Regions from separate parts of the Neogale vison genome. Here region 2 is linked to region 1. Evidence: chromatin contacts called from public Hi-C data. All regions are on one chromosome and are shown on one strand. The core of a region is the stretch at or near the end of the contact, and the rest is flanking DNA. Distances in the headings are between cores, read along the strand shown.

Evidence for each region. Hi-C and Micro-C count contacts between places; a contact is called where the count stands out from the background.
Region 2: a Hi-C map of fibroblasts shows a contact between it and region 1, with 7 times the contacts expected there. The contact joins the enhancer-like site here to the promoter of HIVEP2 in region 1. A contact is called at or near these places in 2 of 3 Hi-C or Micro-C datasets (fibroblasts and muscle).

The regions. Positions count from the first base shown.
Region 1 is chr1:59,576,026-59,581,844 of ASM_NN_V1, forward strand. It overlaps HIVEP2 (transcription factor HIVEP2), which reads left to right and starts at 3,204. Exons shown (of 10, transcript XM_044247626.1): 1 at 3,204-3,223.
Region 2 is chr1:59,828,997-59,834,815 of ASM_NN_V1, forward strand. No RefSeq gene overlaps it. Among named protein-coding and RNA genes, the nearest start is that of HIVEP2, 250 kb to the left of the region's middle. Within about 2 kb of position 2,800, the one cell type or tissue checked has open chromatin away from gene starts, as enhancers often do. A contact at or near this core is called in fibroblasts, where this site is marked.

The DNA.
Region 1 (5,819 bases), core at 1,954-4,453:
GTAATAAGAATTGAAGTTTGACTAAACACTGCCTTTAGGGGTCCTCTTTGGTAGTGGGATCAGGTCATCAAAACTGATATATATTTGCTTTTTAAAAAAATTATTTTAACTGCCCAATTAGCTGAATACCTTAATATTCACATTATGGTACATAATCTCATCTTTTAAAGAGGCATTTAAGATTTCAACTAACACTCATTCTAGCGAAGCAAAACGCTGCTTGCTATCCTTGCTCAGTTTCTGGGAGTTTGGGCAGCTGCTGTTGTGTGTGCTGAAGAGAAATTGGATTCTTAAAGAAACTGCTTAATCTTCTCTATTAAGCTATTAAATAAAATGGGCTCTGGGAGTATGTAGCAGGTGGGTTTGGAAGTGAAAAAACATTTCCAAAATCATGTTTTGCGTTTCAAATGGATGTTTAAAAATGCAACGGCATACATTTAAGAGGGAGCGATGATGGGTGCGTTTTTATTAAGTGCCTTAAGTTAAGTGAAGAAAGGCTGAAAATTCAAGAACTTATATAATGAAAGGAGAAGCCGCTTTAGTGGAAGTAGGCCTTGAATTTAAATGGGATCAACCTGGAAGGACACAGTGAAATTTATTCCAAATCATTCAGATTTTTCTCCTTTGAAAAAAAAATCGATGAAAAACGTATCGCCCCTTTATTTTGCAGAGTCGTCCTTCAGGGCAATGTCGCCATTGCACGGGGACCTCAGAAATACACTGATTATAGGTCGAAATGACAAACAAAACAAACCAAAACCGAAACCAGCAGTGCAATTGTCGAAGTCATTAAGGGGGCTGTCCTCCCATTTAATGTATTCATTTTTAATGAAAAGGGAAGGGAATATTTGATACGCCCTGACATTTGGTCCCTTTCCGCGAAATCTGAAACTTGAGACGCAAAACATTCCGCAGTTGTCGGTGAAATACCGGCTTTAAAAGCAGAACCACGGTGAATGTCTTTGGCCCGGAATTCCAGAGACTAATTTCCACCCCTCCCACGGAGTCACCTGCTCAGGGGGAACCCCGGCCAGAAATCCGGGTCGCGCCAGGTCAAATCTTGCGCGTCTCTTGTTTACTCCGCCCGGGGCAGGGCGGCGGCGCGGCCGGATGGGGGGGGGTGGGGTGGCCGCTCGGGCCCACGGTGCCCCGGGCACTGGGCTCCGCTCGGCTCTGCGCCGCTGTTCGGGTGCCCGGGAGGGGCGGCGCGCGGTCCCCGCCGGATGGGGGGACCACTCGGAGGAGGCGCTCCGGGTGCTCGCCGGACCCTGCAGCCGCTCGCCGCAGCCTCAGGGGAACCTCCCCCGAGGGTGCACACGAGTCCACACACGCCGGGTAACGGCTGGAGGGAGCCCCGGTGTCCCCCGGGTGTCGCCGGGTTGGGAAGGAAGCCCAAGGCCCGGTCCCCACTCGCCTGGGATTCCCCTGCCCCCGGGCCCCGCTCTCCCCGCGCGGTCGGCTATTTCACTCGCGTCTCTTCCTAGGCGGGCGAAGCGCGCGGGCTGGAGGCAGCCGCTAGCCCCGGGTCCCAGCTCGGCCCACCAGGAAACCGGCAGCTGTTCCCCGCGCCGCTGCCCAAGCCAATTTGAACACCCTCGCGAGGGCGGGCCGCTCGCCCGGAGCTGGGTGCACTCAGGGCACCCTGGTGAGTGACCCCAGGGAAGGCAATGGGGGCATTTCAAACGCGTGAAAAGTTCGTGCTTCCTCAGCGGCACGGAAACTGCTAGTAAAAAGGTTTGCAAAGCCCCAGAAATGCAGCCAGAGCTAGTCTTATTTTTTTTTTTTTTTTTTTTGGACCCTAACATAATCGTGAGTAGAGGAGGGTGCGAGAAAGAGGAAAGGGAGCAAGAGGTACACGGACAAAATCATAATGACAGTACTAATTATTATATAATTCCGTTTGTCATCAAGACTGGGAAGATTAAATTATATAGAGAAATGGGGAAGTTGGGTGGGGGTGGGGGAGGTTTCCACGTCCCTAAAGGAAATTCTCAGGCTCCTAGAGACGCCCAAGTTTTTTTGCATGACAAGTAGAGACCGGCTCTCGGGGGAGTTTCCCGATCCCAGCGAGCGCGAGCGCTAGCGCGAGGTCGGCGGCGGTCTTCCCGCCCCGAGCGGCCGCAACGGGGCCGGGACCTTCCCTCCCCGCCGCCTCCCTCCCCCCATCGCCCCGCGCGCCGCACAATCCTTTCTCGCTCGCCGGCTCCAGACTGGTTTTTCTGGTTCAACCTCCCTCCCTGGGACGCGCTGGGGGATCCGATGACGTCGCTGGCTGAGTCTCTCCCTCTTCCTCCCTCCCTCCCTCCGCCTCTCCCCCCGCCCGCCCTCGCCGCGCACTCCTCCTAGTAACTTCTGTTCGGGGAGGCGCTGCCAGGAATAACCCGGTGCGTCCACAGCCCGGGAGGGGAGGCGGCCGCTGCGGCTCCCGCACGCAGACTGCTTGCGGCCCGGGTCTCGCGCTCCCTCGCGAGCCCCGCGGCCCCTACCCCGGGCCCATCTCCGTATACTGTCAGAAAAATAAATAAAGGAAAGAGGAGCCTGGGCAGGCGGTCGGGATCTCTTCCCTCCCTCCGCGCCCGCCCTCCCTCTGTCCTTAAGGAAATGCTACCAGACACCCCCCACCAGACACGCTCAGCCTTGGCGAGGAGCGGCCGCCGCGGCAGCGAGAACAAGGGCACCAGGGGGGTTTCCTCCTCCTCCTCCTCTCCCTCCTCTTCCTCCTTCTCCTCTCCGTCCTCCTCCTCCTCCTTCTCAGCGGTGACTTTCCAGGTGAGCGGCCGCCGCTGCTACGAGGATCCCCCTTGCCCGCTCGGGCTCGGGCCGCCGCGTCGCGCCCTCCTCCCGCCCCTGTCACCCGGCGGCGGCCGGGAGCTGACAGCCGCTCGAGGGGCTCGCGGCCCGGAGGCGGGCAGCCGGCGGGAGGCGGGCTGGAGGTGAGAGGGTGGAGAGGAGGCGAGCGGGGCGCCGCCGAGTGCAGTCTCTCCCGGCCGGAGGAGGGTCTCCACAAAAACATCTTCGGGGACCGTGGCACAAGTCTTTGCCAAGTTCAGTCTTGGACCTTGAGGCTCCCCGGAGCCTGGAGCAACTTGGAGGGTCTCCTGGCTGGTTAACAATATTCCTACACGTCTGGACTTTGGGGTGCTGGGTGCAGCTTTGGGGTGCGTGGAGGGCGGACCGACCGTTTGGGAGAGCAGAGCGGCGGGAATCTAGGTTCCTCGGCTCGGTAAGTGGCCTAGGCGCCGTGTTTTTCCTGCCTTTTTTAGCACCGGGAGCTTGTTTCACTTTATACCGAAATCGCCTCCGCCGGGTTCGGTCACCTCCCGCGGCGCGCGCCCCCGACCCCTTCCTGGTTTCCCCAGGGTGAGGGTCGGAGGGGGCGGGGATGGGAGAGACCTCGCCAGGGGGGGTCCGGCGCGTCGGGAAATGCGGGGAATACCCTGGCCGAGGATCTATGCAGATGAGGGGAGGCTGCTTTGCGTAATGTCCTGGGGGGAGGGGGCCGAGCGGGAGCGCTGGAGGCAGGAATGTGCCTGGTTACTAATGAGGGACGTGCACCGGCGCGCACCGCCGGGCCACCGCTGCGGCTGCCGCGGCCGCCGGTCCATCGTCAGGTAGCGGGGGAGGGGGCCGCAGGCGCGCGGCGCGGGCCAGGGGCAGGCGGGCGGCGCGGGGGCCGGGCCGCCGGCCTGCGGCCGAGCGAGCTCGGCGAAGGCGCTAGCTGTTGGCATTTCAGTGACTCCTTTCTCCTCCGGAGCGAGGAAGGGAAGGAAGGAAGGAAGGAGAGAAGGAAGGAAGCGAGGAAGGAGGGGACTGTCTCGATGGAAGGTTCAGGCGGAGGCGCCCTCGCCTTGCGGGTGCACCGGCCGCAGAGCGGCTCCCGGCGCGTCGGGCCGGCCGGGGGCGCGTGGAGACGGGTGGGGGCGGTTTGCATGCGTGTTTGTCTGTGCGTCTGCCGGGGGACCGGGAAGGGACATGTGTGTTTGGGCTCTGCACTGTAGGGAGCTGGGTCTGCGCCTTTATGTCTGTTCCCTGAAGTGGGTGGAACGTTGGCCCGTTCCGGGAATGTTCCATGACGTGGTGCAGCCACAGGAAGGGGGTTAACGAGGGGCTCTCTGCCGCGGCGGCTCTATCAAAGCAGATGTGCTGCTGCTGCTCTCACCTCCCTTCACCCCTCCCCCCGCCTTTCCATTCTGTGCGTCTGGTGTTGATAGGGGCGAGACAGGAAAACACTGCTCTGTGTGTGTGTGTGTTTGGGGTGGGGTAGGGTGGTGGGGTGGGGGTGGGGGTGATGTATGTGTGGTGTCTGTCGTATTTGGTGGGGGAGACTCCAGATCAGCTCTGCCACCCCAGCTGTTATCACAGATTGGTGCGCTTTATACGCATGTGCCTCTCGCGTTCTGTCCCTCTTACATAACACTGCCAGTGCAGCAGAGGACACGAGAAAATGCGACCCCAACCCTCCAAGCCCAAATTGGGTGAGGGGATAGAAGGTCAGGAAGTGTCCCTTGGTGTTGTCCTTCAGGGACGTTGCTTCCAGTGGAAAAAGGGAGGAGGAGGGTAAAGAGGGTTTTCTTCAAGTGGCTCTTCTCATCTCTGACTTGAAAGCATCTAACTGAAAAGGACTGCAGGAACTAGTCTTCTCTAATGGGAAAGCTTTTACAGGCTTCGCCGAGGGAAAGTGGGTACTTTAACCTCGGGAGTACAGAGAAGACAGAGGGTCCTTAATAGACACTTAGAGGAGCTCAGCACTATGTGTGGGGTAGGGGTCAGTGGGGATGGCTTTGAGGGGACCGGAGAAATAACCTGATAATAGGTTTCGCTGGAGGCCTTAGGACACCTGTAATGGCTTAGAATTCTCACAGGAAGCAGTGTGTGCAACTGACATTGCAAAAGCCTTATTCTCTGCACAGTTTCTTAGGCCTAAAATGAACATAAAAAGGCTTGTTTCCGGTACTTTCATTATAATGGAAAATTTGAACCGATTGTTCTCCTTCCTTTTTTGCCATTTTAAAAATAACCCAATTTACCTCCAAATAAATATTGGTACTCTCTCCCACCCCCAAAGGCTAGACCTTGATAATTCACAAGAGAACTGTGTTTTTCTAGCATACTCAGAGCTCTAGTCAAGGGCTATTGATTTTTCTCTTCAGTACAGTTGTTTCTTTTGTGGCGCATAATCAAGCCCAGAAATTACTTGAAATATTAATAAGATCCATTTTAATTAAATTTGCAATGATCTGTCCTCCTAGAAAAAGGCCATTTAACTTTATTAGAAACATTTCCTCCAGTGGTATAGTATAGTAATGTTTGGTGATATTTGTCCTTGAGCAAACCAAGTTATTTTAAATATTTGCATATATATGTATATAGATATATATTACATTTATCTTCTGTATATGACATATGTATTAGTATTTGCAGATGTCTTGTGCTTTTCACCTTGTAAGAGTGCCAAAACAAGGTTTTAACCAAATAGATTGTGTAATGAGGAGATTTGGGTTGGCTTTTACACTTGATCTTAGCCAAAAGGCTGAGAAGTGATTGATTTGGTTTGATTTTTAAGGTATAGGCCAAATGGTTAACAGGACAGAAATGCCTTCTGTGTGCTATCACTTTCATTATTAGACAAAATTTCTGTGGACCACGAAGAAATCATGTTACCAGATAAGAACGGTGCATTTTATTTTGAGGTGAAAGGGATTTACCAACATCCACTTAATGATAGTATGCTTCAAGTGTCATAATCCTTTTTGACCACTAGGTTTGAAATGTGCAGTATCTTTCTTATGTACAGAGAAATGTTATATGACAATAGTGAA
Region 2 (5,819 bases), core at 1,550-4,049, 250 kb after region 1:
GGGTAATTATATGATTTATTTTCTAAACTAGAACTGCTCTGAGAATGAACGAGGGCACTATTAATTGCACAGGTCGGTGGATAAACTTGGAGTCTGTGGTGCATGAGGGGACATATGGTCTCTCTATTTATAGATGGAGATGCTGCTGAATTGGCTACAAAGCATGCTCTGGGATAGTCCTTCCATGGTTGTGACGTGTTTGTGATGCACCGGTTTTATCTCCTTACCAGGATATCATTGTAGCTGATAATACAGATGAGCGCAAAGTTGATTTCTGCCTGGGAGTTAATTTATAAAGGTGACTGGGTGGTGACACAGAACGGCAAACGCTGTTGAAAGACTTTCATTCCTTAAAGTTTCCAAAAGGAGTGGGGGACATGCCATGTCAAACAGGGCCACACAGGAAAGTACCAGGTTTGCTCAGAAGGCAGATAGATGGATCCTTCCAGGGGGAAAGCAGAGCCCGGAGCCTTTATTGTGCTTTCCATGGAAAGGGCAAGGCTGGCAAATGGCTTAGGAATGGCGAGTTTGAATGGTGTCAGGAGGCTCTGGGCTCTAGGGGTGGCCTTTAGTTGTATTATTCCTGGTTCTGGGTGACTTAGAGCAGAGGAAACATTGGCTTGGTACATGAAAGTTAATTAAAAGAGGTGGTCGGGGTTATGGGCTCAGAATTAGTCGGAGAGTTTTTTTAATATGATTTTTGTGCCTCTGAAAAAGCTGGATCACAGGGTAGATGTAAACAACCTTGGCACCTAGTTCAGCTTGTGATTAACGGATGCCGAACAGACAAACACAGAATCGGAGAAAACACAGGCAGTGGCCTGAAGTTAGGGAGCATTTCCGGAAATGGAATATAGATTACCTCTGAGAAACCCACTGCGTCCATAGAGACCGAACCAGCAAACATAATGTCCTTAGCTTGAAGCTTCAGTCCGTACAGTGAGCTGGTCCATTCTCGGCTGGGGATAATGGCCCCGAGGTGCTTAAGGACCCAGGTGAAAAGGGCAGCTTTGAGGGTAGGTTGAAGATACATCTTTGAAATCAATGGTTTGAAGAAGATTCCTTTTCAGGTTCTGCGTGGAGAGGTAAATATTAAAGACATTTTACTGCATATCAAGGAAAACTGTGGCTCCTCAGCTTTATTTTAGGAACAACGCATACGTGAAGTTCTTTTAATTTTATATCAGGGAGAAGGCCTGATGTGCAGATGACCTGAACTCAGTGCCATCCAAGGGGGTGGTGAGGAAATGGTGAGTCTTTTGAGGGGAGCAAAGAAGCTGCGACTCCACGTGCTCTCATGTGATCCTGACCAGAGGCTGGGGGGATGTCACCATGTTTCTTCTACAGCTGGGGAGGCTGACAGGGTCCAGCAAGTGTCCCCAGCGCTACAGCTTTTGAGAGGCAGTCTTGATCATAGGATGCAGGTTTGTCTGACTTCTGACTCAACGGGGAGCTTCCACCGGAGGGAAAAGCAGAGATGTTTGCTGCCTAAGCTGGCTTTCTTCAGGCTTAAACCAGCACTTAAAACCGCACCCAGTTTCCTAGGGATGGGAGGCCCTGATTTCTCTGGTCCCAGCCATGAGCAGGCTTTTGCATGTCTCCCAGCATGTTGCCATTTATGGATTTGGGCAAAATAACAGAATTGCAAAGCTCAGACTCCCAGACTTCTTTTTTTCTTTTTCTTCCACACTGAGCTTCCTGTTTCTATGGCAATGAATAGGATGTTTTGCACTAAGAAACACTTTAAATGCCACTGGGGGAAGGTAAGAACCACGCATAGCTCTCTACAGAGCAGAAAGGTGAAATGAATGAGATGTTAAGAAAAACTGAGTGAAATAAGAAGAGAAAGGAAGCGGAAAAGCTGGAATAGAGGCAGGAGAAGGAAGGAAGGAGGTTAAGAGGCATCTTCTTAGAAGGAAAAATAGAACAGGGCAACATGGCAGGCAAGAACTGGAACCCACGGAGTGGCAATTCTATGGACAGCGACCTCCACGAACACTTGGAAAGAGCACACTGACTTCATGAGAACCACAGGGGGTGTGGGGCAGTGGGGAGCATCAGGCTGTCTTCACCTGAAAGCAGGGGGCAGGAATCAGGGAGGCAACTCTAGACACTCTCATTACACAGGACCCATTGAAAGTGGCTTCTGGCATAACCTCCGAGATGTTAGGCTCCAGAGTTCCACCCCGCACATGCTCTCTGTGCATTCATTGGCTGGCACAAGGTCACTGGAAGCCAGTGGTCCCACCTTTGAGGTTAGAACCAGGATATCCCATCAATGGCTGACCTGTGGAGGGGCTCTGGAAGTCTCCGTAGTCTGCAGCAACGCCTTCTCTCATTATTATTTTTTTTTTTTCCTTCTCTCATTATTGAGTGGGACTGTCCACATATGCTCCCAAGAAGGCAGGTGCTTGTAATGAAATAAACTATGAGGGATGCAAAGGACAGCCTTGAGAATTCACATGGCAACGGGAAGACTTTCTTTCCCTCTTGCCCTGGTCTAGCTTTCCCCAGTCACTGCACCAAAGTCCATGACCAAATCAACAATTAGAAAAGAAATACCTTAGAACACTGTAAATTTTAACCTGGTAGATGTATGAGCAGCATATCAAGTCGTTCTCACTTCTGGTTTTACTAATTCCTCCACTAGAGTCAAGCCAGATCAAATCAAACTCCATCTAGCTCGAAGCTCCTATTACATAAGGTTTTAAGAGCTATAAGCTAGAATTAAAAGCACAGTAATAAGAAGAGCCCATCAAGGGAAGCCTCAAAATAGTCTGGTCCCTTTGGAAGGCCAAGGCAGATGTATTTGTCCAGCTGCTTGAAGGAGAAGGCCCCAAGGCCTCTTGCTCACTCGCCAGAGGCCTGTAAAAGGCTCACCTACAGCTGCTTGTGAAATTGGTTCCTTGTAAATGAAAGTCAACCAGGAGTCATGTGAGTTAATGGCAGCTGGACAGAAAGGTCTGGGGTGCCAAATGGAGCCGGAAATGGCCAATGGCCAGGGTAAACAACCGGGGGCAGAAGCTGAGGTGAGTGTCTGTCCCAGGATAGCTCAGTGAGGTGTTGCTTTCCAAGGGCTTGGCCAGGACAGCCTGGCTTATTTTCAGCTAATCTGGGTATGCCGTAATTTACTCTGGGAGCCTCACATTTGCATGTCTACTTTAAGAGACCCTAATAAGTACACATAATAAAATGTTAATTTATGCCTTCTGCTAGGGTTGGAATTGAGTGTGGCTTAATGCAATTGCAAAACAGAACAAATCTGGAAATTCTGGCAGACAGAAGAGGAGGGTGGAAGGAGCACGTGCTCCTTTGAGTTATGGAAGTGAAACTCAGAGGAGACTAGAAACTTTCTGGTGTCAAGATACCATCGGAACCCCAGAAAGGACTTCCCATAAAACTGGGCCCGATTTCCCCAGCACAGCCTAGGAATGGATGGTCTCTTTGTCTCGATAGCCCTGAAGTCAAGACTACAATAGGGCACAGAGTAGGGCCTTCATAACTATCTGGGGAAGTGATTACGAATACTGTGAATGTTCTGAGGCAAACCCTTCTTCTCATGTTTTGGGCATGGTCAGGTCTTGCTTAGCTCTTTAAGAACCCCACACCCATCTTCACATTAAAGGAAAAGCTGGCACATATGTGATGTTCTGAGTTATTCCAAATAGCAAACTTTGTGGTGCCTGTGTGGCTCAGGAGGTTAAGCATCTGACCCTTAATTTTGGCTCAGGTTGTAATCTGAGGGCTCCAGGATCGAGCCCCACATGGAGAGTGTTTGCCCGGGGGGGGGGGGGCATCTGCTTGTGGATTCTCTCTCACTCCCTCTCCTTCTGCCCCTAACACCTCCCTAAAAATAAATAAACACACCTTTTAAAAATAAATAAATAAATAGTAAACTCTGTAGGTCTCTGAATTCTTCTGACCCCAGCACAGGCCACACCTCCTTGGGGACAATCTCATGTAAATGCTTCTTCGCATTCAGCTTTGCCCAGACCACCCCATGCTGGCGTGGCACCCACAGCTGACATTCTCTATGTCCTAAAATGGACTTGTTACTAGGAATAAGACAAAAGTTCCTACATCAAGTAGGACATCAAGTAGAATTAAAATACACCAGCAGATTTCTGGCCAGTCATTGTAAACACCTTTTAGAGTCCCTGCCGGAGGCCATGACTTACATTTATGTAGGAATCATTCCCCCCTCCCCCAGACAAACTCAGATAGCCATTTATTCACCACGTATCCTCCACTCTGGTTGCTTCAGAGCTCCCACTGACCCAACCTAGACAAACATAGACTTTCTCCTAGGAATTTGGAATTGGATTTAAAGAAAGCTAGTCAGCGCCTGAGCTTGGCTCAGACATGCATTTTGGAGCCATGGTGGTCATCTGCAGAAAGAATCCAAACCAGCTGGTCTGAGGGGAAAAAGAAAATGCAAATGTGCTGAGTAGAACAGAGTCAAAAGATGCCCGGATATGCTTCCTTCTATTGGGTTCTGAAGATGACCTCACATCTTTATAAAAAAATTCCTGTTTGTTTGATTCGGCTAACTTCATTGGCTTTCTGATATTTGTAACCAAAAGGACTTTGGAAAAGACACTACGTTTCACCATAGACATCTGTGGCTCCAACCCAGTCTGCGAGCCTAAACAGCATGCTGTTCAGCGCGCTGCCACCTTGCTTAGAGTCACGGCGCTCTTCCCACGTGCCTATGTCACCACTGCCACCACCTTTTATGTCTCCCTCAGTGCCCTCCCTGCACTGCCCAGCCCACCCATCTGGAATGCTTATCCCTGCCACAGCAACGTGTGTCTTTGCTTGGGTCTGAGCCTTTCCTTCACACTTCTCAGAACCCAGTCCTCTGGTTTCCTTTCTCTATTTGTGCTAGCAATGCTCCTAAGCTTAGAATGGTGTGCCCTCTCCTCCTGGCTGTACAAGATTGCACACTAGATTTTTTTAAATGCAAATGGTTTCTACTTGCTGGCTTATGTTAATGAAACAGAAATCAGTACAATGAAAAAAAATTGTTGCTGGTGGGACCCGGTTTCTAGGCACTTGGTTCTTGTGTGCCTGACATGGTATCTACACCCCTGCTAATACTTGTGTTGATGGTAATGAGAGAATTTCCTGAGTGAGAAAAAAGATCTAAACCCCTAAGGAAATGAGTGAGCTAAGGGAGTGTTTGCTTTAGTTCTTGGTTCATTCAGAGAGCCAGATTCTCTTCACTAGAGGAAGACCAGAAATGTATCCAGCCCAAGGGAAGTAAACTGGGCAATATCAGTGTCCTTCCGGGGGTAAAGGACAGAACAGATTCTGGGATGAATACACAGTGTATAATGCGTCACGCTAACTTTTTTCTCTGTTTGAGGTACACTACATGGTGAAATGAGAGCACAAGTGATGGCAGGAAATGTCAATGAATGGCTGTTTAGCCATAACCAGGAGGTGTGGGAGATGACATGTCCTTTTGCTGAGGGGGCTGGTACAGAGGGAGAAACACTTTCATGTACAACAGGACTGTGGACCGAAGGTTTTAGGACCCATAGGACTGTGCATGAAATATTTTACATATTTATGGCAAGGAATCTGTGGAAGCTAATTCTGAATTTCTGAATTTATGCGAAAGAAACCCACTCTGTGCTATAGGCACATTTAAGTCAAGTGCTGTGATCCACTTGAATTCACTCAGTGTCAGTTGGGTGTCCTGTGTCGCCTGGACCCTGTTTTTTAGGTTTCTGTGGTTGCTTCATCATATTCTTTCTCTTTTATAAGGAAAACTCCTTGATAATGTCTGTAGGGCTGGCAAAAATAAATAAATA